Linked DNA regions of Mus musculus: region 1 is linked to region 2. A link is a contact called in public Hi-C data. All regions are on one chromosome and are shown on one strand. The core of a region is the stretch at or near the end of the contact, and the rest is flanking DNA. Distances in the headings are between cores, read along the strand shown.

Evidence for each region. A called contact is a pair of places that touch in the nucleus more often than the background predicts.
Region 1: a Hi-C map of cerebellum shows a contact between it and region 2, with 2.3 times the contacts expected there. The contact joins two enhancer-like sites. A contact is called at or near these places in 12 of 484 Hi-C or Micro-C datasets (the C2C12 cell line, the G1E-ER4 cell line, brain and 5 more), 1 of 115 datasets of contacts at active chromatin or transcription factors (embryonic stem cells) and 3 of 9 other capture datasets (embryonic stem cells, liver and pancreatic islet).

Annotation. Positions count from the first base shown.
Region 1 is chr8:84,551,451-84,557,741 of GRCm38.p6, forward strand. Cacna1a (calcium channel, voltage-dependent, P/Q type, alpha 1A subunit) reads left to right here. Exons shown (of 47, transcript NM_007578.3): 16 at 1,563-1,680; 17 at 1,812-1,879; 18 at 5,254-5,360. Among named protein-coding and RNA genes, the nearest start is that of Gm32854, 34 kb to the right of the region's middle. Within about 2 kb of position 3,036, at least 48 of the 459 cell types and tissues checked have an H3K27ac peak or open chromatin away from gene starts, as enhancers often do. A contact at or near this core is called in cerebellar granule neurons and cerebellum, where this site is marked.
Region 2 is chr8:84,483,498-84,489,917 of GRCm38.p6, forward strand. The region is part of intron 3 of Cacna1a (calcium channel, voltage-dependent, P/Q type, alpha 1A subunit); the gene reads left to right. Among named protein-coding and RNA genes, the nearest start is that of Cacna1a, 71 kb to the left of the region's middle. Within about 2 kb of position 2,639, at least 6 of the 459 cell types and tissues checked have an H3K27ac peak or open chromatin away from gene starts, as enhancers often do. A contact at or near this core is called in cerebellar granule neurons and cerebellum, where this site is marked.

The DNA of each region.
Region 1 (6,291 bases), core at 1,786-4,285, 68 kb after region 2:
CAGTTTCTAAATGCGACTGCCAGGCTGGCTTGAGAGAAGACAGCTGTGAAGCAACACCCAGAGCCAGAGAGCAGATGATTGGCAGGCCCAAGCTCCTCCCAGGACAGGGACAGTGTCTGCAGACTCTGTTGATGGTCTGCAGACCCCGATGATTGTCACAGACCCTGTTGATTGATTGTCTGCAGACCCTGCTGATTGATTGTCTGCAGACCCTGCTGATGGTCATACCTATTTGGGGTAAGCAGATGACATTGGCATCTGGTTATCAGAGGCCAGGGATGTTCAGCACTGGGCAGGCATGGGTTGCTCCTCCCAGAGAATGACCCACCCTGGACCAGCAGTGCCAGGCTGAGAAGCCTGGCCATAGCAGAGGAGTTCTTTCCTATTTCCTTTATCCTCAGGAGACTGTAAATAGAAGGAAAGAAACTGGGGTAGTGGTTTTTTGTTTTGTTTTGTTTTGTTGTTTTCATTTTAAAAGACAGGAGGGCTGGGTATGGTGATATAGGCCTTTAATCCCTAGTCTACATAGTGGGACCCTGACAATAGATAGATAGGTAGGTATGTAGGTAGACAGACAGACAGACAGACAGACAGGCAGGCAGGCAGATCAATGACATGTCTCAGTAGGCAAACATGATTATCCCCAAGTCTGACAAGTTGAGTCCTATCTCTGGTGCTCATGTGGTAGAAGGAGAGAACGGACTCGTACATATTGTCTTCTGGTCTTCACACTAACACTATGGCATGTGTGTGTGTGTGTGAGAGAGAGAGAGAGACAGACAGACAGACAGACAGACAGAGAATCTCATATAGCCCAGGCTAGCCTCATGCTAGCTGTATAGCTAAGGCTGTCCTTCAACTCATTCTCATGCCCACCTCCCCAGTGCTGGTATGGCAGGCTTGTGCCACCATGCCTGGTTTATGTGGTCCTGGGGATAGAAATCCTGACTTTGTACATGTTAAACACATGCTCTACACTTGCTACATCTTCTGAGCTACATCCCCAAACCTCTGTCTTCCTCTTCCTTCTCTTCTTCCTCTTCCTTCTTCCTCTTCCTCCTCCTTCTCTCCCTCCTCCTCCTCCAAGCCGGAATACAGGCTTCACCCTCTTGACCCCATGTCACCCCAGGTACTTCTTAGAAGGTCCAATAACCATTGGCAAATGTGAGCTAGGCAGGCACTCTGCCACCCAGCTCCATCCCCAGAATCGGTGCCTTTTTAAATTGTTGTTTGCTGTTAGAGACAGGGTCTCGCTAAATTGCCAAATACCAACTCACTCTGAGCTGAGCTTCTGCCTTGGAGCTTGACAGGGACCCATTTAGTCCAGAGCTAACACTTGTGTCACATCAGAAAAGACGGGTCACCAAAAGCCTTGAGACACCCATATCCCCTATTTCCCACAGCCAAGCTGAGAACCCCCAGCCACAGGCACAGAGATAGAAGTTCACAAGGGCTCCAGAAGACCTGGGCTGGGGTTGGGCTGACAGACATGGCCGAAGCTGTGGCTCCAATGAGCTGGTGGCTGAGAGGGGCTTGGCTGTGTGTTTGTCCCTATCTTTCAGATCCTGACTGGCGAGGATTGGAATGAGGTCATGTATGATGGGATCAAGTCTCAGGGGGGCGTGCAGGGCGGCATGGTGTTCTCCATCTACTTCATCGTCCTCACCCTCTTCGGGAACTGTATCCTTCGTGGGCACCAGGGACAGACTGGGTGTGGGTGGAGCAGGCGGGACCCAAATGCCCAGGCTCCACCAGCCCCACCAGGCCGTGAGCTTCCTTCCATCAGCTGCTTTCCCTGACTCGACATACAGACACCCTGCTGAACGTGTTCTTGGCCATCGCAGTGGACAACCTGGCCAATGCCCAGGAGCTCACCAAGGTGGAGGGCACAGTAACCACCTGCTCATGGCAGATCATGACAGCAGGGTTTGGAGGGATGTGGGGGCTGGGTCAGGGCTCTTGCTGGGGATGGGAGCACTGGGCACCTCTCCTGGAGCCATGCCATCCCTGATCAAGATAGTTTGTAGCCCAGAAGGGGAAGGGGACAGTAAGGTGGCTTCTGAGGACAGATATTGAGCCTGCACCCAAAGGCTTGAGGAATAAGGACTTTCAGGATAATGGGCACTGCTGCCAGCCAAAGGATGGGGCAAGGAGTGACTTGGTAGGGCCTCTGGCAGAGCTGGAGCTAGCAAGGCTCAGACACAGTGACAAGGGTTGCCCCTTCCCCCAAATCACCCTCCTTCTGACTTCCACAGGGAGCATGCCAGGGGACAGTTGATAGGAGGTTCGAGACAAGGTGCACAGGTTACCTGGCTGGGAAGACAGGGTGGGTCTGCAGGCTTATGTTTCCACCTGTGACCCTGTGCTGAGGAACTAGCCAGATGGAATGCCCTCAGGCTGGCCTTCCAAGGGACAACAGTACAGAGCTGTGGTCCAGGTGCCAGGCTCCACTCCAGTCCTCCTTCGGAGAAGGGGAAACTGAGGGTCAGAAAGAAAAGATCCATGGTCGCAGATGGTATGGCCACTACTTAAAGCATCATGCAGCCAGCGTGGTGGTGTGTGACTGAGCACAGAACTGAGGTAGGAGGATTGAAAGTTTAAGACGCGTGCCACATAAAGAACCTGTGTTCCCTCAAAAAAAAAAAAAAAAAGATATGCATGTGTGTGTGTGTGTGTGTGTGTGTGTGTGTGTGTGTGTGTATACACACACACACACACACACACCACATGTGGGAAAGCCAAGGCCAGGGAAGGTAGATGCCAGTGCCATACACCAGGAACTGCAAGAGCAAAGATGGAGCCCTACAAAGGGCAGAGAAGAGCTGGGGCAGGAACTCGGGAAGAAAAGTCACCGGGTGAGATGAAGCCCAGGTTTCATTCCTACTCAGTGACGCTGAATTATCTGGGGACAAGCTGGCATCACGTGCCCCTCAAGGCATCCTCCGGCATCCTAAGTGTCCTCAGGTCCATGCCAGTCAGGCCTGGGGGAGGAAACCCTGCTTTCTGCAAAGCAGCTCACGCCCCCTGGTGGCTGTGAACAGAGCAGCCAGATTATGGGCTGCGCAGAAAACCCTGGACAAGGTGGTGATGAGTGGGGCCCATGTGCCAGAGCTGGGCTCATCGGCCTTGGAGGAGAAAACATAGAGAAACCGCAGTTTGTGCAGTCTTGAGGTGTCAGGGACAGAGACCATCTTTCCTGCAGCCACGGCTGGCTCTGCAGAATTAACACACAATGCTTGCAGGCAGAGTCTTCCTCCCAGCCCCGGAGCCCCTCCCCAGTGCCTCAGAACCCAGGACTGCAAGGCTACAGGGGTAGGGGCTGCCAAGCTTCCATCTGTTTGCCCTGGCAGGAGGGAGGGAGAATTTCCCAGCCCCACCTCCGGCAGGGAAAAGCGGAAGTCTCCCACCCCAGGCACAAAGCCAAGAGTTCAGCCACCATGAAGCTGGCTGGCATGTGTCACCACAGTCCGATCCAGCCATGAGCTCATCCAAGACACAGGAGGCTGGCATGGGAAGACAGGCCAGCTACACTCCAAAGTGAAGGCAGCCATCCCCCTGCAGACCCCCGTCTTCCCCTTCATCCACTGTACATGTGGCTCACACCATTGTAATCCCCAAGCAAAGGAAGGGACTTGTTTGAGCTACATTTTACAGATACCATGCCTCATCCGTAATCATGGATTGACTACCAACAGTGAGCACAGGCTCGAAGCCAGGGAGAGTACGGTGAGCAAGACAGACAGACAGACAACAGTCCCTGCCCTGGGAGGACAGGATTCAGGTTGTAGAGGCAGGCCAGAAATCAGATGCATTTTTAAAAGCACTGTTTGTTAGTGCTGAAGGGAATAGTGCAGTGGGTTGAGTCAGGGAGTCCTGGAAGCTTGGTCATGAAGAAGAGACACAGAGAAATGGAGAGATTTTACTGAGGGTCACACAGCAATAAGTGGTTATGGCTGGGATTTTCACCCTGGCTGAATCTGAACCTTGTGGTTTTCTCCACTGCACACGAGACAATTAAACCTGAATGTGCTTCACACCCACCCAGCTGCCGGCTGAAAGTGTAGATCCCGAAGGCAGCCCTGGGTCTGCAGGTGCTGCCGGGGCCGGGAAACATTCGTTTTCAGTGTGGCTGAGACCAATGTTCCAACCACCTGGGTCTAAAAGATGCTGGACACGGTGCCTGACATCAGGGAACCCTGTCTCCTGTCACTGACAGTGATTAAGGTGCAGGTTACTTCTGTTCCAGGGGAGCTTAGAAAGTGGGGGCAGTCCCCATAGCTTCTCTTATTGGTGGGTTTGGTTTTATCTCTTTCCTCCTTGTTTTTTCTTTGTCTTTCCATTGATGGGTTTTTCTTTTCTTTCTCTCTCCCTCTCTCTCTCTCTCTCTCTCTCTCTCTCTCTTCCTTTCTTTCAATTTTTTTGTTTTTTTTTAACAAAGAGTCTCAATTTGTAGCCCTAGCTGACCTTGAACTCACTATGTAGACCAGGCTAGCCTCAAACTCACAGAGAACTTCCTGCCTCTACCTCCTGAGCATTAGGATTAATGGCGTTCATCACCTGCACCACACTGGGCAACTGAGGGCTTTTCTGCGACATAGTGAAATGACTTTAAGTCCCCAACCACCTAGGCCATGAATTGAAACCATAAGCCAACCCCTCTCTCCCCATCTTCCCACAGTTGGGGCTGCGGATAGATCTTATAAACCCCAGACTGCCTTTGGGCTGTTGACAGTTGGGGAACCTACGGCTCTGCCTCTGGGGATGTCGAAGGGAGCGGATTCTGAGCACTTAAACGACCTGTAAAGCACAGAACACCTACAGACACAGGGCTGGGAGTGCAGCTCAGGGACAGAGCTCTGTTCCAGCTAGCATAAAACCTGAAACACAGTTGGGGGAACAGAGGCAGGGTAGCCAGGCATGCGTGCATGTGCCTGTTATTCTAGTACTGGGGAGGCTGGGCTGAGACCATCTCAAGTTCCAAACCAGCTTGGGCTACCAAGGTTAATAAGCTAGCAAGCCAGCATGACCACACGGGAATGGCAGTATACTTCACCACCCAGTCTGACGGGGGTGGGGGGTGGGGTGGGGGGCTTGGTTCTAACTGGTGAAGGTCCAAGCTGAAGTTACTTCTCAGTACTTCACTTTTGCCCCAGCTGGCAGCGAGGTGGGAAATCCCCCCCTGGAGGTGGGAAGTGCCCCCCACCCCCGCCAGGCCCTTTGTTCTTGTGAACAAGAATCCCACTTACCTTCCAGGATGAGCAAGAAGAGGAAGAGGCAGCCAATCAGAAGCTGGCTCTACAGAAAGCCAAGGAGGTAGCAGAAGTGAGTCCCCTGTCTGCAGCCAACATGTCCATAGCCGTGTAAGTATCCCCAAGCCTTAAGCGCCACCCAGGCAAGGATGTGGGGAGAGTTAGCGTGGCCCCTAACTGCTGAGCCTGGGAGAGGTCGGCACCTTTGCTTTCTCGTCCCCTTTCACTCTGTATTTAATGAACACCTACAATGAGCCTGGTCCTGTTGTAACTGCTGGGAAGGCAGCATCCATGTCAGGGAGGGGCACTGTTGTGTAGCTGTTCAAGTCAGAGAAATAATAAATAATAAGCAAGACAAGTAAGTAAATTATACCCTGTGGAACCTCCAGGAAGCATCTGGGAAGGGGCAGGGAGCTGAGGAGTGCAGAACTTGAGCCAGGCTTCACTGCAGCCCCACAGATGTGACTTTATAGCCAGGGGTGCTGGCACATGCCTCATTCGAGATAGAGACAGGCAGATCTGTGTGAGTTCAAGAACAGCCAGGTCCAGACTAGGCATAGTGAGATGCTGTCTCCAGAAAACAAACTTGTTAGGAAAGGTGTCTTCATTAGGGTTTTACTGCTGTGAGCAGACACCATGAACAAGACAACTCTTATAAGGACAACTAATTAATTGGGGCTGGCTTACAGGTTCAGAGGTTCAGTCCATTATCATCAAGACAGGAACATGGCAGCATCCAGGCAGGCATGGTACAGGAGGATGGAGAGTTCTACATCTTCATCAAAGACTGCTAGCAGAATACTGACTTCCAGGCAGCTAGGATGAAGTTCTTAAAGTCCACACCCACAGTGACATAGCTACTCCAACAAGGCCTCACTTCCAAATAGTGCCTTCTGGGCCAAGCATATTCAAAGCATGACAAAAGGCCTTGCCTAAAAAGAAACAAATTTTGAAGGAAATGAGAGAGGAGGCAAGGCTCGGAGGCAGGGGTGTTCCAGGAATGGGAAAGAGACTAGCATGGCTGAAAAAGAGTGAGTGAGAG
Region 2 (6,420 bases), core at 1,389-3,888:
AAATCTTGCACTTTAATTAACATCTTCTCAGTCCTGCTCCAACCCCAGGTACTGTTCCACACTCTGTTCCTCCAAGCATCTTTTAAAATAATACCCAGAGCCTGGAGATACTCTGTGGATAAGATCACTTGCTCTGCATGTGTATGGACCTGAGTTCAAATCCCAACATCCATGTAAAACGCCAGGCATGCCCGACACACCTGTAACTTCAGTACTGAGTGGGTGGAGACAAGAGGATGGTGGCTACCAGCCTAGCTCCAGGTTCAGAGAGCCACTGAATGAATGACTGTGGAATGAAGATGCCAACCCACACGGCTCACACCAGGGCCACTCAGGGGAGGACTGAGCCTTGGACTAGCCATACAACAGTAGACTTCTAATTCATACTACAGAGTGTGTGTTGAGCACGTGCATAGGAAGCATAGGAACTGAGAGGAGAGACTGAGTGGACAGGAACGCTGTGCTCTGGAGGAGCTGCCAGTCAGAGACAGAGACATCAGTGGGGGGTGGGGGGACTGGCCAGGGTCCGAGAATCTCGGGGAGTAAGGCACAGAGGGATGGAGCAGAACACCCAGCATCCTTATCCAGCCTCCAGGCAAGTGAGTGCTCCCATACGCATGGTGCACACAACCACAAGCACAGTAACACCCCTAGAGCCAGAGTGTGCAGTGTGCAGTGTGCAGTGTGCAGTGTTCAACTTCCTGAGACCAGCTTACTTCCCAACGCAGATGTCATCGAAGGCCATCATGCTGCTTTAATGACAACATGGCTCTTTAGCAACATTCTTTCTGATTTGATTTGATTTAGGGGGACAGTGCCTTTTCTTTTTTTTTTAATCCCAGGCTTCCCTCTGTCTCCTGGATTTGGGGTGACAGTCACTCGCCTGCCAATCATGACAGCTCATTTAAAATCACTGCCCCATGACTTCCTTTACCAGGAAAACTCAGAGACTTCGTAACTTCAAACCCAGACGCTCCTTCCATTCACATTCTGACAGACTTGGCACTAAAATCAGGCCGCTGACCTGACCCCGTCCCCTGCAGGCTCTGGAGACACCGTCCTTCTGCCTCCTCCAGCTCTGGTGGCTCCAGATCACGACGGCTTGTAGTCATAGCCACCAAATTGTGCTTTATGTCTCGCGTGCTCCTGTCTCTCTCTGAGACTCCCTTTCTACCTGACCTAAGGACAACTGTGGCCATGTTTAGGGTCCTTCAGAGCGTCCAGGCTCATCTGTTTAGATGCCTGAGGCACATCCACTGAGACCCATTTCAAAAGCAGCAAACCTTCAGCTCCAGGTGCAGCCATGTCTTCCCACTTTCAGTCCACTCACCCTGAAGGCTCATTGGTTTGGGCCTCCAGTCTCGAGGGTCTCCTCCTTTTGCATCAAACACCTGAAACTTCTTGCCCCACCATACCCTGTGAAACCTCTAGACTTCTAGGTCTAGATTTTTTTAAGTTTAAAATTTTGTTTGTTTATGTGTGTGTGTTTGCACATGCCTTGTCAGAGGCCAACTTATAGGAGTCAGGTCTCTCCTTCTACCATGTGGATCCCAGGGATAGAACTCAGGCTATCGGGCTTGGCGGTGGGCACCTTTACCTGCTGAGCTATCTCGCTGGCAGAAAACCTGGCAGTCTGGTCTCAAACAACCCATCACCATTATAAGAAAATTTTTGTACATCAATTTCTTTCTATTTGTGGGCAAACCCTTTGAGAAATTGAGAGAGGTTCAGAAAGTCACATCAGAGCACACAGAATAGGTAGTGTGTTCTCTCACGTCTGGATGGAATTATAATGTGTGTGTGTGTGTGTGTGTGTGTGTGTGTGTGTGTGTGTGTGTGTGTGTGTGCGTGCGTGCATGCACAGAGGCCAGAGGAGGACATTGGGTTCCCTGTGCTTTTTGGCTCTGTCACCAGTAAGTGGTAGAGCCAAGACTCAAGCCCACATGGCCCAACTTCAGGTTCATGTTATAAAATTCACCAGACGATCACAAAGGTAGCGTGAGTTTCCACTGTGTCAGGATTGGGGCAGAAGGAAAAAAAATAGGACCAGAAAGTCAGGCCCTGCCTTCCACTTGAGGTCTCAGATGCTCAGGAGACTGAGGCAAGGTTGCTTGGGGTCAGCCTGGGCAACATAGTTGAGACCCTGTTTCTCCCCCATAGTCTTAAAAACACAAAAGAGAAGATATGGGAAGAGCCAGTGACGGGGCTGACCATGGGTGTCCTCGAGTTCACAGATGTGGTGAGCTCCTTTTAAGAGCTCTGTGGACTTACTAGAGAAGCCTTTCGTGTCCCCAGAAAACCTGAGATTCAACAAAAGGCTAAGAGGGAGGAGGGATGCAGAGGGAAGAGGGTGGCTGCCAGGTAGAAGAGCTTCGCTGCCACCACGTGTGCTGAGTGTGGACTGTGCTGGATAGTCATCACTACCCAACTCAGAGTCCACAGCTACTCTCCTGCTGGTGCCCTGGGGCACACAGATCCTAGGCATGACAGCCTTTACTGCCCATCCCTGTGCAGCCAAGTGGAAAGCCCCTAGGAGCCAGCACCAGGCATAGGCAGCAAGCACCATGAGTACCAGGCCCCTGCCTCCCTCCGGATGCCAATGTGAGCTGACAGATGGACGGCTGGCTGCCAGCCAGGGGCCAATGAGTTCTTGGCAGTTGCTTTCTGACCTGGACAGGCGGCTGCCACCTCCTGGAACAACGAGCTGTTCTCCTGGTGACAATCCTACTTGAAAGGCCACGAGCTTTGAAGAGTCCCCAAGGCATTTTTGGAGCTGTGTGCACTGTGCAATTTGGTCACCACCAGTTTCACACATGGAAGTTACATTTCTTTGATCTTGACTTAATTGTGGTGAAATATGCGAGATATAAAATTGGGGGCTAGTGAGATTCGCCCGTGTGTGGTGCTTGCAAACAAGCTTGATGACCCAAGTTCTATTCCTGGGACCTCCTGCTGGAAAGAGAGAACACACAACCCTACAGACTGTCCCTGACCTCCACACATGCACCATGGAACACATACATGTACACACACATATGAATAAATAAGTATAACTTTTAGAGTGTGTGTGTGTGTGTGTGTGTGTTTCTGTGTGAGTGCATTTGCTTGAAACCAAAGATTCGCACATGCTAGGTAGGTGTTCTTCTATTGAACCACACTCCCAGGCCCTCACTTGGGTTTTCCAGGCAGCTGCTATACTGCTGAGTAGCACCCTAACTCTTGACCACCCTAATGTGGAGTTCAGTGAGAAGCACTACACAGTATTCCTCTCTATAGCATCTTCATCTTCCCAAATGGGGAGAGTTTATCCCAATCAAACATTCAGTCTCCAGACCCCAGTCCCCAGTGACCACATCCTATTAGGATACCCAGCCAGATATTAAGTTCTAATGCTTAAGTTTGGGGTCCACAGCATCCACCCCATCCTGATCGTATTCTCACTTTCCCTGCTGGTTATAGTCAGACCCCCCTGAAAATTCTAAGACCTGCCTCTGTCCTCGGGTGTCCCAAAATTGATTTGGAAAAGACCCCAGTGAGAAAATGGCTGACCTTGGGAAGCATCTCAGCACTCTACCCCTCCCTCTTCCCCCCTTCACCCTCTCCCTCTCTCTCTCTCACTTCTTCCTTTCTTCCTCATCTCTTTCCCTCTTCCCCTTCTCCCTCTCACTTCCTCCTCCCTCTCTCCCTCTTTCTCCCTCTCTCCCCTCCTCTCTTCTTTCTCTCTCTCCCTCTCTCTCCCTCCTTCTCCCTCTCTTCCTCTCTTCCTCTGTCCCTCCTCTTTCCCTCTTCCTCCTCTTTCTTCCTCCTCTTCCTCCTTCCCCCTCTTTTCCCTCCTCCCTCTTCTCCCCCACTTCTCTCTCCCTCTGCCCTCCCTGTCAACACAAGTATGATCCCCACACCCATCTCCTCTTCCCCATCTGAGCTTAGTGGTGCACCTGGCATCTTGCGGCAGTGTGTGGCAGTGACCACGCTAACACATGGAGCTTAAGTGACCATGGAGTGTGTGGTCCTGATTGGAGGGGCAGAAAACTGTTCAGAGCCAGAGGATGGAACATATCCTACAAGACAATGGAGTTGAGTTCACTGCCACTGTGGCTTCCTGAGTCCCTCAGCACTTCATCGTGCATGGAGCCAAGGGCCTGAGACCTCACCTCTCCCCAAGACACTACTGCTTGCTACTATTTGTGGGATTCACGTGTCCTTCAGTGGTGTAGCCATTGGTAAGTTGCACTGGAACCAGTAAATATCCTCCAAGCCATGCTGGGGAAGAAACTAACTAAACTCATTGGCCACACACAGAGAGGGACCAGCAAGCAGAGAGAAGGGAATCAGCAGGAGGGGAGAGAGGGGAGAGCTGGATGAAAATAACTAAAATCCATGGTATGAGACTCTCAAACATCATGTGTTAAAGGGTGGGAGAACTGAGGATGTGTTTAATGATAGAGTGCTTTCTCATATACATAAGGCCCTAAGTTCAGATCAGAGAGAGAGAGAGGGAGGGAGGGAGGGAGGGAGTGAGAGAGAGAGAGAGAATGGATGCTTGGGACTAGAAATATTTTGGATTTCTGAGTCTTGCATTTCAGGCTGGTGGATTGAGGATGTTCAGGCTGTAACTTCATCTTAAAGTTCTTTTGAAAAGTCGGTGAAGGGCTGGAGAGCTGGCTCAGCCGTTGAGAGCATTTGCTGCTCCTGCAGAGGACCGAGGTTCAGTTTCCCGCACACAGCATACATTTCGCAGACACACACATAAATGGCAATTGAAAACCTAAAAGTAGATGAAACAGAAGAATCTTGAAAGGAGAAAGATCCATGCGTCTTCTGTATGTACTGTCTCCATGACAGTCACATCTCTCTTGTATGTGTCTCCATGACAGTTGTGTGTCTCCTGTATGTGCTGTTTCCATGACAGTCGTGTGTCTCCTGTAGGTACTGTCTCCATGGGAACACCTCTGCCTGTCAGTGCTCCTGTCAGTGGGTCTGCAGGGCTGAACTGACTGTGATGGCTGGAACTACTCACCCCACATCTTAGTGACTTACAGATATAATATATTTTTACCGGGTTCCATGGTCCAAACAAACATGATTGGGCTCAGCTCCACCTGTCACACCGGGCTCCAGGCTCTGTCCATCTTGAGGCTTCGTCGACGGAGCTGTGGGATCTTCCACTGGATCCTCCACAGATGTCAATAATTAAGGGAAACCGTGGAAGGAAAGCCTTAGAGAAAGTTTTAGTGCATAGGGTCCGGGGGAGGTGATGCAGAGGGTAGAATGGTTGCCTACAATCATGAGGGCCAGAGTTTGGATTCCTAGAGCGAGTGTAAAAGTTGGGCGTGGTGATGTATCTGTAACTCCACACTGAGGAGGCAGATGGGGGTGTCCCTGGGGCTCACCGGCTATCCAGCCAGTCTAGCCAATCAGTGAACTCCAGGTTCAGTGAGAGACCTGGTCTCAGAAAAGAAAGTGGAGCCAGATACAATGCCTTCAGTCCTAGCATGCAGGAATCAGAGGAGCTCTGAGTTTGAAGCCAGCCTGGTCTACATGAGCTCCAGGCTAACCAGGGCTACATGGTGAAACCCTGTCTCAAATATTTATATATGCATATATAGAACAGAAGAAGAATATAGAAAGACCCCTGACATAAACCTTGGGCCTCCACATGCATAGAGAGGCACACATGTGCACACACACTTGAACATGTATGTATACAAGGCACACACAGAAACAAAACAAGAAAACGTTTTAGGTTGCAGGTTATACTACTTTCTCCCATGGCTCATTGGCCAGATTTAATCCCGTGACCCTGTCTAGATGATAAGAGTGTGAGAAAATACATTCTAGCCAAGTGCCAGGGCCCTGAGAACATAGACATGTGGAACAGATGGCCAGTCCATGCTGTGACCACAGCTGGCCTCCCTAGAGGTACATGGCCAGCTACCTGGCACAGACTGGGTCATGGTGCAGCACAGGTGGCCCCCACACAGCACACAGAGCCCAGGCCTGTTCCCTCTCTACTGTGGCAACATGGCATCCACCTGTTGCCAGACCGGGGGCTTTGAAGTCATCTTGGCCACCTCACCCTCCTTGAATTGTTAGTCACAAAATCCACTTTTGGGCACACCCACTGTTTGTCTCCATCTAATGCCTGTCCCTGGCAGATGATGATACCTATCATCTGTATCACTGTGGTCAGCATCCCCTTAGGCTCTGCATCCCACCTGCTCCGAATTCCTGCCAATTGAATACCCTGGCTCCTCTCCTCTTCCTCCTCCTCCTCCTCCTCCTCCTCCTCCTCCTCCTCCTCCTCCTCCTCCTCCTTCCTACCTCCTTCTCCCCACTTCTGGCTTTTGTGATGGGGGTTTCACCATGTGGCCCAAGTTGGCTTTGAATTCAGTATCCTCTGTCTTGGCCTTCTGAGTAGTG